2 separate regions of the Cricetulus griseus genome follow, and region 1 is linked to region 2. A link is a contact called in public Hi-C data. All regions are on one chromosome and are shown on one strand. The core of a region is the stretch at or near the end of the contact, and the rest is flanking DNA. Distances in the headings are between cores, read along the strand shown. Region 1 has its middle 14 kb from the start of Tuba1c. Region 2 holds the start of Tuba1b (tubulin, alpha 1B).

Region 1 (6,463 bases), core at 3,825-6,324, 56 kb before region 2:
ACTAGGCTGGTCTTAAACTCACAGAGATCCAACTGCCTCTACCTCCTGCTTGCTGGGATTAAAGGCGTGCACCACCAACTCCCAGCTCCTTCATCTTTTTAGACAGGGTCTAAAGGTCTCCTTTTAGACTGGTCTTGAACTCTGAGATCTGCCTGCCTTGGCCTTCCAAGTGCTGGGACTAAAGACAAATGCTATCAAACTCCTTTTTTCACTTTTCTTTTTGAAACAGGTTCTCACCAAGTTCTCCTGATTGGATGTACACTCACTGACATCCCAGGTAGGCCTTGAACTTATGAACCTCTTGTCTCAGAAACCCCAGTAGATAGGATTACATGCAACACCGGGCTCAGGAATTTTTGATATTGTTTGCTTTGGAGATGGATAACTTACTCTGCTGCTCAGGGTGTCCTTCAACTCCTGCTTCAAGTGATCTTCCCACCATGGGTTTCAAAATAGTTTATCTCTAGGATCTCAAAACTTCAATCTAGTTCATACTTTTCAGAGAATAACCGTAAACTCTCAAAGCCCCATTATAGAATAGTCTGGAAGTCAAGGGAAAGGTCATCTCTCAAAACATTTTCCCTTGCTTATTGCCAAGCACAAACATCTGAACTCTGAATCCAGTTGCTGAGCCTTTTATAGGGAAATGGTATGGGTAGCACTCCTGGGGCATCTGGAAGAGAGTGACTGGCAGCTCCCATGGTTGTGGCTTGTTCTAGGTATAAACGGCTCCCAAGTCAGCAAATCAGAGAAATACAGAAACAAAGACGAGAAAACATTTTAATAATGTCATTCTTCATGACACAGCTGAGATTGAGAAGGTACAAGGTTACAGGAGCCCTGCTTTGGGGCTGGAGAGATGGCTCAGTGTTTAAGAGCACTGGCTGCTCTTCCAGAAGTCCCAAGTTCAATTCCCAGCCACATCGTGGCTCATAGCCATCTGTAATGAGAACTGGATCCCTTGCACGAACCAGCCAGAAGGCAAGTCATAATTTGATTCCTAGCTAGGTTGTCCCCTGGAGCATTGTAATCTCTTTCATGGTCCTGGTCGGAAATTACCCTAGCCCCAGTTGGGTGGGTACTGTCAGTTGCATAGGCCCAGCCTGGTCCCAGACTCCCCTGTGCTCCTCTGGAAAAAGATTGTTGGCAAGAATCATATAAACATCATGAAGGTGCACCACCAACGCCTGGCTCACACACAAATTTTTATCAGCATAGAATTTCTGGCCTGGTAGTGCATACCTGCAACTCAAGTACTCAGGAGACAAGAATGGTAAATTCCAGGCTAATCTGGGTTTCCAAACCCGTTATAAAAAGAAAAGTGAATGGAGTTGATAAATCAGTAGGCAAGAATTACAATATAGCCAGATGGTGGTGGCTCACGCCTTTAATCCCAGCACTCTGGAGGCTGAGGCAGGTGGATCTCTGTGAGTTCTAGGCCAGTCTGGTCTACTGAGGGAGGTCCTATAATGCCTGCATTACAACACTTTTCTCCTGTTCGGACGAGGGAATCTGAGGATTGAATAAAGACAAGACAGTGGGTCATTCTTGCAAGGAGAATGCCATTTATTTCAAAGGGGAGTAGATTTATATACCATAACAGCCACAGTGGAATTTTACTCAGGTCAGAGGTTCATGCCCCCAAGCTGGCCCCCACAATGGGCAGATAATTTGCACTCTTGCATTCAGGCCCAGTTGGAAGGAGGGAACAAGGAAGTAAACACCTAGTTACGAGACAATCAGCAGACCCCAAAAATATCCCAACAAAGTCCAGGACAGCCTCCAAATGTTAAAATTTTTGAAGAAAAAGTAGAGGTGCAAGATGAGACATATTAACCATTTTATTATAGGCTCAGCCGAGTAGGGAGACTAAGAGAGAAGAGAAACATGGTAAATGGCTGACTGCCATGGCCAGTCGCCATAGAGAGAGAAGAGAAGCAGAAGCAAACAGAGAGCAAAGAAGAAACAGAGAGAGAGCGAAGCAGGGAAGTAGGAACTTTTAAAGGGAAGACTGTGCATGCGTACTGAGGTTCCACGCATGCCCAGAGTCCTCACGCAGGCTGTAAATGCATGGTGGGTGATGTGGTGATGGCACTTCCCTGTGCTCCCTGACTGTTGTCAGGGGGCGGGGTCTGTTCTTAAAGAGGTAGAGCCAATCAACATTAAAGCCTGAACCTTCACCAAAGCTACAGAGAAACCCCATCTCAAAAAACAAAACAAAACAAAACAAAAACAAAAGAAAAAAAAAAGAATTATAGTATAACATGGTGGTCAGGATTAGTTGAAAAGTCTGAGATTTAAATAAAAAACTTGAAGGTCAGCAGGTGGTGGTACATACCTTTCATACCTTTAATCCCAGCACTTGGGAGGCAGAAGCTGCCAGATCTCTGTGAGTCTGAGGCCAGCTTGGTCTACAGAGCGAGTTCCAGCACAGCCAGAGCTGTTACACAGAGAAATCCTGTCTCAAAAAACAAACAAACAAACAAAAAAACCAAAACCAAAAAAACCTTAAAGGTCATGGCAGGGGGAGGGGACAACATAATAGAAGAATAGACTCAGAAATCCCCAGTCACAAGGAAGCCTTTAGTTGTTTTTGGTCGTAAAACCAGCTACCTGGAAAAGATGAATAGGCAGGAGCTGGGTCGTGGTGGAGCAGCCTTGAACACAGCTGCTAGGAGACTGAGGCAGAAGAGATCATGAGTTTGAGATCAACCCAAATTAAGTGTGGAGTTGATGAAGTCCGGAATGACTGTGTTGTTGACATGGGTAAGGCCACATCAAGGCTGCCAAACCCTTAGATCCCTGGGATGGCACAGCCTTCCCCTGGCTGGTGTGTGTACAGGTGTACTAACTGCAGTCTCCTCTTTCCAGATGTTTACATGTCTAGTTTCCAGGCTGCTGGTAGTATAGATCTCCAGGAGAGAGTATGGCCCATTGCTTTTGTCTTTCTTCATGCCCTTGTCTCCTAAGTCAGGTTCCCAGGACCCATCTGCACAGATCCAAACATTTAGAGATCCATCGTGTGTGTGTGTGTGTGTGTGTGTGTGTGTGTGTGTGTGTATTTCTACATATCTTAGTTACTTTTCTGTTGCAGTGAAGAGACTCTATAACCAAAACAAGTTTGAAGGGAGGTATTTAATTTGGGGCTTGCTTACAATTTAGAGGAGTAGCCCATGACATCCTGATGGGAAGCACGGCAGCAGGCACGCAGGCATGGCACTGGAGCATGGCACTGAGAGCTTACATCTTATCTGCAAGATGATGGATGCAGAGAGGAAGAGAGAGAAAGGGGAGTGGGGGAGAGACTGGGCCTAGTGTGGGCCTTTGAAACCCAAAGCCCACTAACCCTGACACACCACTTCCAGCAAGGCCACACCTCCTAAACAATCAACCAACTAGGGACCAAGAATTCAAATGTCTAAGCCTGTGTGAGTTATTCTCATTCACACTGAAGGGACCAGCTTCCCATTTCTGCAGCCATAACAGCCTAACAGGTTTCTGCCTGACCTTGATTTAGTCACTAGGAGCTGAGATATCTGCCTCGTGGCAAGGAACCAATCAGAAGTTAGCTGGTGGTGCTATGCTTTACAGCTCTGGGTGTGCTTTATGGACAAGTGCACAGCAGAGACGTACAGAACATAGCAACTGCCCTGGGAGGGCCTAGGGCCATAACAACCAGTTGACCAATCAACCAGGGCAAGTCCTCTAAGCCTGGAGGCACACCAATCCTGAGCCTGTGCGTACCCCTAGACACTCTCCTTACGCTGCCCTATAAGATCTCTATCCCGTGGGTTCTTGGGGTCTTTTCCCCAGCCATCCGCCATGGTGGATAGATGAAAGGCCCGAGCTAATGGGGTTAGCTCGTTAAACAACTGCAAATGAAGCCTCTTGCTGTTTGCATCAAGCTTTCGCCTCCTCCTGGTGATTGGGGTCGCCTCGGTCCTGTGCCGAAATCCTGGGGGGGCCTGAGCCACCGGGGGATGTTTCAAAACCACCACATTCCACTCCCTGGCCTCCATAAGCTTGTAGCTAAATCATAACGAAAAATGCATTCAATCCAACTTCAGAAGTCTCCTTACTCCTTAGTAATCTTGAGACTATTTCAAAATCTAAAGTCTCTTCTGAGACTCAGGGCAATCTGTTAACTGTAGCTCCGACCAATTTGAAAAATAAATTATATTCTGCCAACATACAATGGCATAGGATATATATTACAATTTCAAAAGGAGGAAAGTGGGCACAGTGAGGAAATACTGGGACCAAACCCAGCATGACAAACTCCAAACCCTGTAACGATTTTGGAAGTTCCTGCTATGCCGCTGGGGAACAAGTTAACCTCCGCAGCAGAGCAGCTGTAACCCCAACAAGATCTGGCGGGGTATGCATTCCCTTATCCAAAGACCCTCAACGGAGACTTCGGTGACACACCCTCCTGGGCACCACCCCCTCCTGTAGGGGATGCTCACCAGCTGCAAGGGCTCCTGAGACATTAGCATGCACGGGAAAGAAAAGGTTCATTGAAATTACGCAGCTCCCAGGCTCCCACGTGGGGGTGGGGGTGGGGTTGGTGCTTCAGTGCTGGAGCTGTTTGAGAGTCACCCATGCTTCCCTAAATAAGCAGATAAACTCGCTGGTTCAGAAGCTGCAATCCATCCTAGTTGTGCTAGCGCCCTCTGTGGGGTGAACAGACCTTCGTTTGTGTCTCTCAGGAAAACATCGTGGCAGTTACTTTGCTCAGAGCGGTCTTAAGGAACTTGTTTTTGTTTTGAGCCAGGGTCTCACCATGTAGACACGACTGGCCTGAACTTGCTGTGGAGCAAGTTGACGCACAACTCGAGGCAGTCTGTCCTAGGGTTTCTGTTGTTATAAAGAGACACTGTGACTATGGCAACTCTTATAAGGGAAAGCATTTAAATGGGGTGACTGGCTTACAATTCAGGGGTTCAGTCCTTTATCATCATGGGGGGCCATGGCGACATGCAGGCAGCAATGGTGTGGAGCAGGTCCTGATAGGTAATACACCTTGACTGGCAAGCAACAGGGAGCGATCTATACCAATGGGCGTGGCTTAAGCAAATATGAGACCTCAAAGCCCGCCTCCATAGTGACACACTTCCTCCAACAAGGCCACACCTCCTCAATAGAGCCATTCCCTTTGGGACCATTTTCTTCCAAACCACTGCAGTTCTTCCTCTGCATCCCAAGTGCTGGGGTTACAGGAGCGTGCCACCACACCTGCGTGGCTTTTCCTTTTTGTTTTTGAGACAGGGTCTCACATAGCTGATGCTAGCCTTTATTTACCCTGCTGCCCTCAGCTCGCAAGTGCTGGGACTGCGGGAGTGTACCACCATCCCCCTTTCCTTTCCATCCCTTTCCACCGCTCCCTTCCCCTCCTCTCCTTTCAAACATGAGATCACAGGGCAGCTTCTGGGGTTCATTGGAAAAGATTAACGGTTGACAAGATAAAAACCTAGGTCTAGTGTGGAAATTCTTTTAAGATGGAATTTGGGGCTGGAGAGATTTCTCAGTAGCTAAGGGTTAAGTTTTTGCTTAAATTAGAGGTTGAGAAATGGACTCCTGGCAACTATAGAGAGCACATTAACCAGTTTATTATAGGGAGGGAGAGGGGGGAGGAGAGAGAGAAATAGAAGAACAGAGCAGAGCAGAGAGAGTGAGAGAGCGCATAAAAGAAGAGAGTGTAAGTGGGCAAGGGTCTGTCTCTTAAGGGGTCCTCTACACCTGTGTGTAGACTTAGTTCCTATGGAACCCTGGGCTGACCAGGGTACTGCCTGAGTGGATTCTGCCTGGTAACAGAGGCAGGCCAGCATAATGCTTGAATCCTTACACTAAGAGCACTAGCTGTCCTTGCAGAGGACCCAGGGAAGAAATCCCAGCTCCCATATGATGGCTCACAACCATGCCCAGTTCCTGGGAATTCAACCCCCTTGTCTGACCACTGTGGCAAACAGGCACATGCATGGTGGACATTCATACCTGCAGGCAAAACACTCACAGCAGAAATAAATCTTTTCTAAAAAAACTGTTTTGGGCTGGAGAGATGGCTCAGAGGTTAAGAGCAGTGACTGCTCTTCCAGAGGTCCTGAGTTCAATTCCCAGCAACCACATGGTGGCTCACAACCATCCACTATGAGATCTGGTGCCCTCTGCTGGTGTGCAGATATACATGGAAACAGAATGTTGTATACATAATAAATAAATAAAATTAAAAAAATAAATAAACTGTTTTAAAGTACTCTTCTACTTCTACTGAAATAATTGTAAGCATTTCGATCCATGCTTATGTTTGCTGCCCCCTGCTGGAATCTGTTGAAAGAAAAATCCTGGTAGTGCATTCAAATAAAAATAACCCTGGGTGGACAGTTAGCTGATTTTACTGTGTAACTGAAATTTTCCAGAGCTTACCATAAGCCTGTTTGTTATTACAGAGATGGGAGACTTGCTT
Region 2 (6,184 bases), core at 2,747-5,246:
ACCCACATGGTGGCTCACAACCATCCTTTATGAGATCTGGTGCCTTCTTCTGGTGTGCAGATATACATGGAAGCAGAATGTTGTATACATAATAAATAAATAAAATATTTAAAAAAAGGTAACAACTAAATATGAACGAGAATTCTTACGATTATATTTACCTTTTTGCTGTTTTTACATCACCTGTTGAGGAAGGAGAGAAGACAGGAAAATGTTAAAGGGATATGGAAAAGAGCCCTCCATCCTTCCCTACATGAACTTAACTCAATGAAAGTTTCTTTATAGCTGACTGGAGACTGCCTGACACACAATCGTGCTCAGGATTACATACATACATACACATTACAGAAGTGTAGAAAATGGAGAAAGCCCTGAGTGAAGTTTTGAGTGGATGTGTGCTTTTGACAACAGTACAGCCACATTAAGGACTACAGAGCCTCAGATCCATGGAATCATGGCAAAGCCTTCACCCCAAAGTGAGGTCCATAGGCAAAGCAAAACCTTCCTCAGGGGTCCCAGGTGTTGACTGTGTGTGCAGAAAATGTCCATGTGGTTTCTTCCACCCCAACATTTATGTCCAGAAGACTGTTCTCCTACAGATACTGCTCCTATGAGATTAGCTAAACCTATCTCGTCAGTCCAGCTGTACACCATGGACCCTGCCCCCTTGTCATCTGTACTTAATAATTCCACTTCTCTGTTCAACTCTACATAATAAACATGCTTAGCTTCCAGAACCCTGCGGTTCCTCTAGCTAAGAGCCTACAGCACCCAATCACAGCTGTCTATGTATGTCTTTTCTTCATTGCCTCTCTGCCAGAGTCCGGTCTGTCTCTGGAGCCATGTTGGATGTGGTACAGGATGCTCAGCAGGTACCATCTGCCAAACCTGCTGCCAAGCTTCACCTGAATTGGATCCCTGGGCCCTAAAAGGTAGAAGAGACAGTGGATTCCTGCAAATAGTCTTATGACATCTATATGTGCTCTGTGATACACACCACACATGCACATACAACTAAATAAAAGGTTTAAAAAGTTTGTCTTTGAGCTGGGAGGTGTTGTTGTTGTTGGTGGTGGTGGTGGTGCATGCCTTTAATCCCAGCACTTAGGAGGCAGAGGCAGGCGGATCTCTGTGAGTTTGAGGCCAGCCTGGTCTATAGTGCAAGTTCCAGGACAGTTAGGGCTACACAGAGAAACCCTATCTCGAAAAAATCAAAACAAATTAACAGCTACAAAAAAAGTTTGTCTTGGGTAAGATAGTTCAGAGGGTCATGCATGCCTCATAAGCCTGATGACCTGAATTTGATTCCTGGGACACAGAGAAACATGGAGAGAGAAAAGAGCTTCCCCAAAGTTGCCCTCTATCCCCCACATAAGCACTGTGGCATTTGTACATGCCCTGCTTGTTGTGGGATATTACTTTAATTATGTAAAGATGCTTACATTTATTTATTTTATTTTTTTTAGGTGTGTGCTACCACACCCGACAGCTTTTTTAATTTTTCACATTTGTTTATTTACGTAAAGATGTGTTGCTGTTTTATTTTGCCTGCCTAAGACAAATAGCAGGGCAGCAGAGGGACAGGAGGGGGCTGGCAGGCAGAGAGAATAAGTAGGAAGAGAGAGAAGAGAGAAAGAAAGGAAGACACCCAGGGTCAGCCAGCTAGACACACAGTAGGACATACAGAATGAGAGAAAGGTAAAAAAAAAAAAAAAAAAAAAAAAAAAAAAAAAGCCCAGGCAAAATGTAGATGAAGAGAAACAGATTAATTTGTTATAAGAGCTAATAATAAGTTTCCATGTCATGATTTAGGAGCTGGTTGGTGACCCCCTAAAAATGCCTGCCACACACTCCCCATAATTAAATTAAAATAAAAATAAATAAAAGGTTGCCAAACATGGTGGCAAATGCACTTGATCTCAGTACCTGGGAAGCAGAGGCAGACAGATCTGTGAATTAGAGGCCAGCCTGGTCTATATGGTGAGTTACAGGCCAGTCAGCACAACATAGTAACCCTGTTTCAAAAAGAGAAATCAGTAACCACTACCACATCAAAAGGTCTTTCAGCCAATAGCCAGATAGAGTAGTGGTTATCTGTAATCCTAGCATTTGGGAGGTAGAGACAGGAGGATAAGAGGGTTCAAAGCCAACCTCAACTATATGAAATTGAGATAGCCTGGGTTATAGGAGAGACTCTCAAAACAAAACCAAACAGCCTTCTTTTCTTTTTCTTTTGTTTTGTTTTCTATTGTTTTTTTGGGACAGGTTTCTCTGTGTAACTCTGGCTGTCCTGGAACTTGCTCTGTAGACCAGGCTGGCTGCAAACTCACCTGCCTCTGCCTCCCCAGTTCTGAGAATTATGTCAATTGCCTCACCACCTGGCTAAACATCCTTTTGACAAGGAAGTGAGATAATGAGATCACATTTTCTTCTCCCTCAACTTTAGTTACAAATTATATGTTGGGGGGGCACATAGGTGAACATACATGTGTATGAGCATGCATGTGATCAACTTTTAGGGTTTTTTGGTTTTGTTTTAAATTTATCACATTTACATGTTTGTGTGGATACATTTTTTGTATGCTTTTGATACATGGTTTCAACGGACCTGGAGCTAGCCCAGAAAGGCCAGTCTGGCTAGCCACTGAGCTTCAGAGGTCTGCCAGTCTCTGCAGCATATAAGCACAAGCCACCATGAAAGTGCTCCCCCCCTTTTGGGTTCAGGGGAATCAAATTCAGGTCCTAATTGAGCTATTTCCTCAATCCACATTACCTCTTTTAAACAATGTAACTACAAAGCCCCCGAAATTACCTACATAGTTGCTGCTGAAGCACTTGGGGGCCTTGTCTTCTAACACTAGGCGCCTGGCTTCAAGTGTTTGCTCTTTCTCCTATTTAATTAACTGGCTGAGGCATTCCTTTACTAGGACTCTTGGAATTCTGCTTTCCTGCACTATGTGGAGAATCCTAGGGCACCTGACTAAGAGGCGCCTGAGGCTCTGAAAAGGGGAGTTTCAGGCTGCACAGCCGGCACAGGATCTGTGTTCCCTGCTGCCACTGCCAGGAGGACATTTTGAATAGCTGAGTGATTGCAATCTGTTCCGTGAGGGCGGTTTAAAGCCACGTGTTAGCCTTCATCACATTATGAATTTCTAAGGTCAGTAGTAGTTTATGGCCTTGGAATAAATGGGGAGGGTAGTTTATTGATTATAATCTGGTCATCACAGCACTCAGAAAATTTGTATAGCACAAGAATTCCTTGCTGTCTGTATTCTTCAGTGAGACATTTTCCTTCTAGTTTTCCCTCACTTCTTCGATTTAGCTTACCACTTCAAATGATTTTAAAAATCTTTTGAAAGAGCCCTTATTTAGGGCAATCCCATTAAATTGGCAGCTAGAGGCTGAAACTCTGGCCTAGTCCGCCCCTATTTTAACATTTGGATGATTCAAGTTGCTTCCAGTACTAGGTACCTTTAGTTTCGAGAATGAACCATGGCAATATACTAAGTATAGTGATAGGGTTTTATAAGGGGCTTTCACAGTAGCAGGTAAGCACAGCCTTTAAAGGAAGCAAGGAGAAAGGCAAAACTCACTCATCGAGTGTGGCCACATGAATGATCAGCTGAGTTATCCGGACCACACCTTTCAGCGCTTGAGGATGCCGCACTTTTAACACTGCGGGCCCCTCAAGTCCCCCGGTTCATCAAGACTGCGCCAGTCTGCCCAGGCTCCCACACCCTCTTGTCTGTCTGCGGCAGCGTCCACTCCCTCCCCGCAATGCAGCGGCGCGCCCCAGTCTGCAGCATCGGCGCACGCCCAGGCGGCTGCCCCGCCCCGTGGGCCCATGCAGGGAGGGGACTGCGAGCCGAGCCCGCCTCTGCGGCGGCCAGCCGGGCGCTCAATGGACCTGGCCGGCCGGGGGAGGGACCGTGGCCACCCGGCCGCGCCCGCCCCGCCCCAGCAACTACTTAAGAGGCTCTGGAGCCGACGCCTCCACCTCATTGCGTTACTTACCTCGACTCTTAGCTGTCGGGAACGGTAACCGTGACCCGCTGTCTGCTTTTGTCACCTTCGCCTTCTAACCCGTAGCTACCATGGTGAGTGCATCGGTGCAGGGAAGGGAGGCGAGGCGAGGGCTGCTCGCTGGGGCCTGGGGCTGAAGCGTGTGTGAGCAGGAGAGCAAGGGTCCCAGGCTGCTGGGGGCTGCCTGTATCTGAGGGAGAAGGGGCTCTCCAGGGTACCCCTGGAAGAGCGGGCGAGCATGGGGCCCCAGCTACTGGGGGTCGCCGGGGTCTGGGGGAGATGGGGTTGTCCCGGGTTCCCCTGGGTGAGCCGGGGAGCATGAGGCCCATGCTGAGGACCCATGAGCCCATCCCTGAGGACCTCCGGGATGTGGAGAAGGGGCTCTCCCGGGCCCCGCTGGACTTGGGTCTGCATCCGTCCACGCCCTGCACAAGGCATTTACAGCATGGCGCTTTCAGACTGCAGTCTTCCCGCGCGCGGGCCCTGCCCCCACCCTACCCTTGCGTTCTGCTTTTCGGGCGCGCGCACATAGCCTTTCCCCGCCCTCACTTCCTCTTCGGTGCGAAAAGGCGGGGGCGGGAAGACGCCAGGAGACAAAGACGCATGCGCGACCGTTACGTTCCCGCCTGAGAGCGGCGGGAAGAGCCTCTGCAGTGTGCGCGTGCGCGCTGCGGCACTGCGGGCTTAATTCGTTTAGGGTGTGTCTCCTGTATTTGGGGGGGACGGTGGGGCAAACCCTGGCCCTCGAATACTAAGCCCCCTCTCTACCTCAGCCTCGATTTTCCTTTTGCTTTTAATGAAAGCAATAAGAAATGTGGGGCAGGTCTCGGACTATATTCCACAATACTTAGCAATAACAGCGTGAAGTCTCAGCTGTCTCGAGTTAGGAATTTGTGTGGGACCAGGTGGTGACATTGAAGGGTTTGAGGGTAACAGAAATCGGATCTGAGCGGCTTATGATTCCCTGCTGGACCAGGACGGATGCGGGGGGAGCTGAGCTCAGCGCCTACAAATAGAGGAAGTGGCAAACCAGCTGCATCCCGGGCGCCTCGGTGCATGCACAAATAAATGCTCCATTATCTCATTCCGTAGAGCCCTGCCACCAGAACCTTCCTCATTGCTTAAGTCACATGCTTCCTCTGCCTACAGTTGTCCGGAAGTCTGGGCACAAAGCAAAAGTAGAACTCTGAGGGCACAGGGTAAATGAAAAGCCTTCGTATCTTGGTTTTCAAAAAAGGAAGTGTGACTAAGCACTTCTAGGTGTGGAAAGGCTGAAATTAGCTTTTTTTTTTTTTTTAATAAATGCTTGCGAGTTTTAACGATTTGTCACTTTGTGCCATGGTTAGAATTCCAGCTGCTTGCGGCATTACTAATAGTTTTTTTTTCCCCTTCTTTCTGTCCCACAGCGTGAGTGCATCTCCATCCACGTTGGCCAGGCTGGTGTCCAGATCGGCAATGCCTGCTGGGAGCTCTACTGCCTGGAACATGGCATCCAGCCTGACGGCCAGATGCCAAGTGACAAGACCATCGGGGGAGGAGATGACTCCTTCAACACCTTCTTCAGTGAGACAGGCGCTGGCAAGCATGTGCCCCGGGCCGTGTTCGTAGACCTGGAACCCACAGTCATCGGTAAGTGGGCCAGGGGCTTCCCTGAGGCATTCTGTCCTGGTCACATACTCAGAACCTCTCCACACACCGCCGAAGAGTGAGTGAGCTTGTGTGTGTCAGTTACTGTTGTGAATGGTTGATTTCATCTCCTTTTCCAGATGAAGTTCGCACTGGTACCTACCGCCAGCTCTTCCACCCTGAGCAGCTCATCACAGGCAAGGAAGATGCTGCCAATAACTATGCCCGTGGCCACTACACCATCGGCAAGGAGATCATTGATCTTGTCTTGGACAGAATTCGCAAGCTGGTAAATACCATAGATGGATGGATTCATTTAAAATGCAGTGTGGGGGAGTGTTGGGACCTGCCAAAATAAGTAAAGTCTGTTCACTACTGATAAACAATGCCTTTTCTTTTTTTCCTACAGGCTGACCAGTGCACAGGTCTTCAGGGCTTCTTGGTTTTCCACAGCTTTGGTGGGGGAACTGGCTCTGGGTTCACCTCCCTGCTGATGGAGCGGCTCTCTGTCGATTATGGAAAGAAGTCCAAGCTG

What was found. Hi-C and Micro-C count contacts between places; a contact is called where the count stands out from the background.
Region 1: a contact with region 2 is called in a Hi-C map of the CHO-K1 cell line, with 2.2 times the contacts expected there. The contact joins the enhancer-like site here to the promoter of Tuba1b in region 2. A contact is called at or near these places in 4 of 8 Hi-C or Micro-C datasets (the CHK-Q cell line, the CHO-K1 cell line and fibroblasts).

Annotation. Positions count from the first base shown.
Region 1 is chr2:395,457,777-395,464,239 of CriGri-PICRH-1.0, reverse strand. No RefSeq gene overlaps it. Among named protein-coding and RNA genes, the nearest start is that of Tuba1c, 14 kb to the left of the region's middle. Within about 2 kb of position 5,074, at least 4 of the 6 cell types and tissues checked have open chromatin away from gene starts, as enhancers often do. A contact at or near this core is called in the CHO-K1 cell line, where this site is marked.
Region 2 is chr2:395,401,362-395,407,545 of CriGri-PICRH-1.0, reverse strand. It overlaps Tuba1b (tubulin, alpha 1B), which reads left to right and starts at 3,996. Exons shown (of 4, transcript NM_001243979.1): 1 at 3,996-4,097; 2 at 5,430-5,652; 3 at 5,790-5,938; 4 at 6,059-6,184. The coding sequence starts at 4,095. It overlaps LOC103163351 (a long non-coding RNA gene), which reads right to left and starts at 3,831. Exons shown (of 6, transcript XR_004768637.1): 1 at 3,594-3,831; 2 at 162-183.